Linked DNA regions of Oryctolagus cuniculus: region 2 is linked to region 1. Evidence: chromatin contacts called from public Micro-C data. All regions are on one chromosome and are shown on one strand. The core of a region is the stretch at or near the end of the contact, and the rest is flanking DNA. Distances in the headings are between cores, read along the strand shown.

Region 1 (3,513 bases), core at 716-3,215:
ACTGGAAGGGCTGGGAGACCCCCAAGGTCCCTGTAGTGGAGGCAGCTCAGCGGCCCCGCCGCAGGCCTCGGCGTCAGGATGGAAGCAGCAGGCTGCAGAGCCCACTTGATGAGCCTGCGATGGGCATGGGACCAGGTCCCAGGTGCTGGGACGGCCAGGCCGGGGGAGCCTGGCAGGGAGCCCTGCACTCAGCTGCCAGCGGCTGGGTTTGAGGGTCCTTGAGCACTGAGTGAGGAGGTGGCAGGGCCAGAGACGGGTGTGCCCATCTGAGCGTCCTTAGAAACAGGTGGCTTTCTCCCTAACTTCTCCCTCCCCTTGGCCGCCCCCCTCTCCTGGGCCTCCTCTCCTCCCCATCACCCCACTGACGCCTCACCTCTCCCCCTTCTGCGGCTCCTGCTCCCCTGGCCCCCTCCCCTTCTCCCTGTCCCTCCCTTTACCTGCAGAAACCCGTTTTTAAAGCCACAGAAGTGTACACGGTCACCCAGGAAGAGAATTCAGAGAGACGGGACCAGGATTAGGGAGCCTGTAGACAGAGGCACTGGGGAGGGGCTTCCAGTCCAGGGGGCTGGCCAAGGCAGTGGGAGGAGGGGTCAGGATGAGGACTGTGCCCAGTGCACCCACCGTGGGGATTTCACGACCCCATTAGGGGAGAAGTCAACAGAAAGTGGAGGAGGGAGCCGAGTTAGGAGAAAGCCACTTAGAAACCTGCCCAAGGTGTGGGGGGGCGGGTAGAAGCCTGCCCAAAGTGTGGGGCGAGAATGCGATACTGGACAGGTGCTGGGTGGGAGCAGAGCAGCGCCGGCCCACACCCTCCCGTGTCTGCCTGCCCCAGTTTGTCCCATTCCGAGACTACGTGGACCGCTCCGGAAACCAGGTGCTGAGCATGGCCCGCCTGGCCAAGGACGTGCTGGCCGAGATCCCCGAACAGCTGCTGTCCTATATGCGCACCAGGGACATCCAGCCCCGGCCCCCGCCGCCCGCCGGCTCCAGCCCAGCCCCAGCCCCAGCCCCAGGGCAGCCCTGAGGACTCGCACCCGCTGCCGCTGCTGGAAGCCAGGGCCCGTCCCCGGGCGGCCCGGCGCGCTCGCCACCTCCCTGCGCTGTGCCAGTAATAAAGCTGATATCGACTCCGCTCTGCCTGCTGGGGTCACGCCGAGAGGGAGGGCGCGGTGGGCAGCGCCCGGCCGGCTTCATCCTCCTCCCGACACGGGCTCCCGGGTGACCCCTGCGCCTTCTGCAAACTGCGTGCGCGCCCCCCAAGAGGGAGGCCCCGTAGCTTTCCTTGGGTGGTCACAGGGGTCCCTGGCCTCAAAGGGGCTGCTTGAGGCGACCCTGGTCTCCTGTGAGCGCTCGCTACACGCAGGATCGCACGGGGTCCTCTCGGGGACCCCGCGGGCCAGGGACCACCCGCGGTCCGCACTCCACGCGTGTTTACAGGCTCACACGCGGATCCCAGAAGCGCACCCAACAGGTCGAGATTTTTGGGAAAACGTGACGGAGGACAACACAGGCACGGCGAGAGGGCGGGGTCCCCGGAGCCCCACAGCCGACAAATGCGTCTTCCACACCCAGAGCCCGGGAGCCCGGGCCGCCCGCGGCGTCTTCCCCGGGCCGCGTCCGTCGTCCCCAGCCCAGCTGCCCGCTGCAGGCCCGAGCAAGGCTCCGCCCTTTCCCGCCCCGAGCCGCGGCGGCAGGCCCCGCCCCGGCGGCAGGCCCCACCCACGAATCCCCGCCCCCGGCGGCAGGCCCCGCCCCGGGCCGCGTCCCTCCGGCTCCCGGGCCTGCCCCCCGTCCCGCCCCGCGCCTGCGGCCCCGCCTCGCCGCCTCTCGCGGAGACCTAGGCCAGGTCCCTACCGCAGCCGCCGCGCCAGCAGGAGGGCGGGAGCAGCGAGGGAGGCGGCGGAGGGGGAGGGGAGAAGGGCGGGCTCCTCACGCCCAGCCCGGCGCTCGCCGTCCGCGTCCGCAGATTCGCCACAAACGGCCCGGCGACCGCGGACCCCCGAGCCCCCGCGGGCTCGGGGCCCAGAAGCTGGACTCAGAGATGGAGGTGCTGGATGAGCCCTGCCACACGTCCAGGAGCGTCCCCCGAGCCGCGCAGCACGGCCGCGGGAGCCTCGGCGGCCCTGCAGCGAGCCGTGGCGAAAGTGCGGCCCGGCTGCGCCGCGGCGCCGCGTTTACCCTGCGCAGACGCCGTCGCCTCCGCCGCTGCCGCTGCCGCTGCCACTGCCTTTGCCGCCACGGTCCCCGCCGCCGCTGTCCCCGCGCTGCCTCCGGGAGCCTCTATTGTTCCGGCCGCGCCGCGTCCCGAGGCCAGGCAACCTACGGACTTGGGAAACGGGCAGCGGCCGGCGGAGTTGAGACGCGGGGGCGCCGGCGGGGCCGGGAGCGGCAGGGGTCAGCGCGTGGGGCGGCCAGGGGGCCGGGGTGGCGAGACCCGAGGTCTGCAGCGTTGGGGTTCGCCCTCCCCGGCCCGCCTTTCCCCGCCGGCCTCCCCGGGAGGGGTCGGAGCCCCGGCGGGCGCCCCCGGCGATGAGCCCGGACTCGAGGTGGCCGGTGAGTGCAGGCCTGGGGCCGGGACGGGAGTGGCCGGCGGCGAGGGGCGTCTGCGGGGCCGCGGCCGCCGGAGGCGCTGACAGCGCGCTCGCCCCCAGCGCGCATCCCGGGCAACAGTGTATCCTTGGGGGCCGCCGGAGCCAATGGCCGGAGGCGAGCCCCGCTGAACTTGTAGCAGTTCCGACAAAGGGGAAGCGCCGCCGCATCCGGGAGAGGCTGCGGGCAGGGCCGGGCCGGGCCTCCGCCCCCCGCTTCCTGCAGCCCCCGCGCCCCGGGGCCGCGCCGGCTCCCCGCGGGGTGTTGCCGGAGCCTGGGCGGCCGCCTGGGACCCGGCTTGTTTGTGCGTGGCAGGCTGGTGTTGGGAGAGCCGGCGGGCCGGAGCAGGAGGGAGCTGGAGTTGAACTTGTGGCTGCACTGCCGTGCTGAGGGGCTGTAGGCAGGGCCGGGGCAGCGCAGAGGAGGGGTGAGCGTTTGTCCGGGAGCTCAGGGCGGCTTTGCCTGCCGGGGCCCTGGCTGGGCGGAGCGGGAGAGAGCGGGCAGTCCCTGGCCAGGCCGGGCGTCCTGGAGCTGGTGCCGTCTGTCCGCCCTCACCCAGGAGGCTGTGTGTGTCGGCGGGACCTGGCGCTCCGTTGAGCTGCGAGCGTGGGCGAATGCAGGGCTCCCACGCGCCCCGCTGCTGCCCTAGACGGGCTGGCCTCCGGTCTCGCTTGCTGCCCGGTCCATCTTCCACTGCAGCGCCAAGGCCGGGGATAAAGCGGTCACTGCTACAGCGCGCTCACTTCTGCCGGCTCCTCGTTCTGGCCGCGAGCGGGAGCGAAACTAGCTTTCATCCCGGCGTGGCGGCTCCAACCCTGGGGGCCTCCTGCAGCTGTCCGCGCAACAGGTTATTCCAAAACCTGAGGCCGGTGCATGCTGGGACCCGGCAGACCGCGCGGGGTCGGCTCTGGCGTCCGCCGTGCA
Region 2 (3,513 bases), core at 355-2,854, 270 kb before region 1:
ACTGTTTTCCAGTGTAGTCATGCCACTCTGCACCCCCACCGGCAAATAGAAGGCAGGGGCCCATCATTCCACCTCCTCACCAGAACGTCCAACAGCCTGTTTTCTACGTCTAGCTACCCACCGCGGTTCATCTGCACCTAAGGACTAGCGATGTTAACATCCTTTCCTGTGCTTCTTGGCCACTCGTGCATCTTCGGTGAAATCTCTCTTTAAGTCCTTGGCCCCCTTTTAATTGGGTTATTTTCTTCTTGTTGTGTTGGAAAAGCTTCCTTTCATAAAAACTTAGCTTAAAAAGTCCATTTAAAGGGTAGGCATTTGCCGCAGTGGTTAAGATGCTGCGAGGGAAGCCTGCGTTCCATTTTAGAGTGCCTGGGTCTCACTCTGCTCCCAATCCAGCTTCCTGCTAACGCCCACCTGGGCAGTAGGAGGTGATGGATCAAGCGGTTGCATTCCTGCCACCCCCATGTGAGACCAGGATTGACTTCTGGGCTCCTGGCTTAGGCTTGGCTATTGGCAGGTATTTGGAGAGTCAACCAGGGGACGAAAAATCTCGTTCTATCTGCCTTTCAAATAAAAAAAAAAAACTTAAATATTGTGTTTATGTATTTGAAAAGGAGAGAGATAGCAAAAGAAGGAGAGTGACAGAGAGCGCCAACTCTCCTGTCTGTTCCTTCACTGTTCAAATGGCCCCAAGTGCCAGGACTGCACCAGGCCGACGCCAGAAGACACTAGCTCCATCCTGGCCTTGCAAGTGGGTGACAGGGGCACAAGTACTTAAACCACCCTCTGCCACATCCCAGGCAAGTTAACAGGAAGCTGGACCAGAAGGGGGGCAGCCAGGACTCGGGATCTGAATATGGGACGTTGGCATGTCGGTGTCACAAGCAGTGGCTTAACCCATTGCACAACACGTTGGCTCAAGTAAAAAAAAAAAATTTTTTTAAATAAACTTTGGGGCCAGCGTTGTGGTTTAACAGGTTAAGCCACCGCCGGTGGCCAGCATCCCACATGGGCGCTGGTTTTGGTCCTGGCTGCTCCACTGCTGATCCAGCTCCCTGATAATGGCCTGGGAAAGCAGCTGAAGACGGCCCAAGGGCTTGGGTCCCTGCACCCACGTGGGAGATCTGAAGGAGCTCCTGGCTCGGGCCTGGCCGAGCCCTGGGCACTGCAGCCATGTGGGGAATGAACCAGCGGGTGGAAGATTCCCTCTGTGTTCAAATAGACAGATCTTCAAAGGAAAGCATTGCGTAAGCAATGGCGCGAAGCCAGCGGGGGCAGGACACAAGGCGGGAAGTAGTCCGAGCACCGCCGGCTCCGGAGCTGGCCCCCGATCCTGGACTCACGACCCCGCTCTGCCCTCGGGCGCCGGGGAAACGGAGACCTAACTTCTGGGGGTCGAACTCTGCCGCCTCACGAGCGTCGGCACGAACGAGACGACGCCCGCCAAGAGCCCGCCACCGTCGGCGGCGACTGCCAGGCGACGGGTGACCCCGTCCCTCACCTCGCGGAGCCGCCCGAGCATGCGCCCTTCTCCACAGCCCAGCCCCGGCGCCCGCCCCTCGCTCGGCGCCGCCACGACCTCAGCCCAACTTCCGTTTCCGGGGTCGGCAACGCGGCTTCCGGCGGCCTGACCCGTGCGCGCTGGACCGCGGGGTTCCAGAGCCGGAAGGGCCTGTGCCAGCGGCCGGTGAGCGGGCGGCGGTGCGTCCAGCTGTGGGTGTTGCCCTTGGACCTTCGGCCTGGGAGGGAGGAGCGGCCGGGGCGCGCGCCGGCGCCAGGCGGGTCCTCGGTTCGTCCGGTTGCCGGCGGGGCCTGTGTCGCCGCCCCTCCGCGGCCCGGCGTGGGGGCGTCGCCCCGGGGTTCCCGAGACCGCGGCCATCGGGGGGCGTGGGTTCCTCTCCAGCCCGCGCCGCTGGTGAGCGCTGTGCCCTCTGGCGGGGCGCGCCCCCTGGCCGACGCTGCCTGGAGTTGGGAAGGCGCAGGTGGACCTCGCGGGGACGGAGCGGCCGCAGGCCCGGAAGCGGCCTGGTCTGAGCCCGTCGCCTGTGCCTGGCACGGCGCGAGGACGGTGTCGGTGTCCTCGGAGCCCCAGCGCTGTGGAAACCCTGCGGGAGGTGCTACTCCGCACCTGCCAGCTGACGTCGCGAGGGCTCGCGTGCGTCGGACCGGGCTTAGGGTTCCCCACGTTTCCCGGGCCTGCGGTGGTTAAGTCGTCGCTGTTCGGTTCACCCTTCCTCTCTCTTCATTTTTTTAAAAAAATAGTGAAACAGAGTTTGCTTTTTGTTTTTGCTTTTAAGATTTATTTGTTTTGAAAGAGTAACAGAGGAAAAGAACTTTTCCATCTGCTGGGTCACTGCCCCATGGCCACCAGGGCTAGGCCGGTCCAACCCGGAGCTTCTCCCGGGTCTCCCACGTGGGTGGCAGGGACCTCAGCTTTTCCCAGGCCGTTAGCAGGGAGCCGGCTGGCGGCACCCGTACGGGATGCTGGAGTGGGAGGCAGCGGCTGTACCTGCTCTGAACGAAGTGTAAGGGAGAGAGTACACCTGATGGAGCAGGTGGGCACCTCAGTGGGGACCCGAGAGCCCCAGCTCACATTTGTGAACTCGCGAGTCGCTGTTCACAGCGGGGAGGAAGGTAAATGCCGTCTTAGATTTTAGTCGTCGGCCTGGTACTGTGCTGCTCACACAGAGGAGCTGTTTAATTCCTGTTTTGAGGCTTGGCAGCACTAACTTGCTTTGGGTCGCTCAGCCCACGAACGTGGAGGTAGGAATTCCAGGCCACGTTCTTCACCGCTAGCTGAGAGGCCCGGATGCTGAACTGTATTCGAATGTGCTGTGGCAGAAATTCTTACTGTTGACTCTGGAGGTTATGGGATGACTTTCATCCACCCCGGGACCCACACCAGACAGGGCATGCCGTGGCAATGCTGAGTGCCGCCCTCTCTGCTGTGGCGCCTGCGTTGCTTGTGTGGTGGTGACGTGCTGTTGTGCAGCCTGGCCCGGTGCCCCCATTTCTTCAGCTCTGTAACACAAGCATGAGGCGTTCACCAGGCGAGCGGACCAAATAGAGTTCAGTGTTGTTCTTGCTGCCCTCCAGAGCGTGTATTCTTAATCATAATTGAAATGCGAGGTGACGATGTTTCTGTCTGTACCGATGGTAGGGATCTTGACAGCGCTGCCAACATGTCTGACGGTGAAGAAGCCACTAACCACCTTCTGGACGGGACCCTTCACGAGAGCCAGGCTTCTGTACAGGCCGCAGAGGGTGGCCTCCAAAGTGAGTCTGCACGTCTCCCAGTCACGATCGGCGCCACAGTTCCCACTGGCTTTGAGCAGACTGCCGCGGACGAAGTGAGAGAGAAGCTGGGCTCAGCATGCAGAATCAGCAAAGACCGCGGCAAGATTTATTTCGACATTTCAGTGGAAAGTCTGGCTCAGGTTTGAAGGAAACAGTATTTAAATAGCTTTCTGAATCTGTCATTTTATGATATGCTTATGGCTCCTTTTTTGCTTT

Evidence for each region. A called contact is a pair of places that touch in the nucleus more often than the background predicts.
Region 2: a Micro-C map of ear pinna shows a contact between it and region 1, with 4 times the contacts expected there. The contact joins the promoter of SRGAP3 here to the promoter of BRPF1 in region 1. A contact is called at or near these places in 3 of 6 Hi-C or Micro-C datasets (ear pinna, psoas muscle and an unstated tissue).

Annotation. Positions count from the first base shown.
Region 1 is chr10:116,970,414-116,973,926 of mOryCun1.1, reverse strand. It overlaps BRPF1 (bromodomain and PHD finger containing 1), which reads left to right and starts at 1,965. Exons shown (of 13, transcript XM_070051177.1): 1 at 1,965-2,553. It overlaps CPNE9 (copine family member 9), which reads left to right. Exons shown (of 20, transcript XM_070051181.1): 20 at 833-1,132. The coding sequence ends at 1,024.
Region 2 is chr10:117,241,788-117,245,300 of mOryCun1.1, reverse strand. SRGAP3 (SLIT-ROBO Rho GTPase activating protein 3) reads right to left here and starts at 1,604. Exons shown (of 25, transcript XM_070051217.1): 1 at 1,502-1,604. It overlaps THUMPD3 (THUMP domain containing 3), which reads left to right and starts at 1,268. Exons shown (of 10, transcript XM_070051224.1): 1 at 1,268-1,687; 2 at 3,161-3,437. The coding sequence starts at 3,183.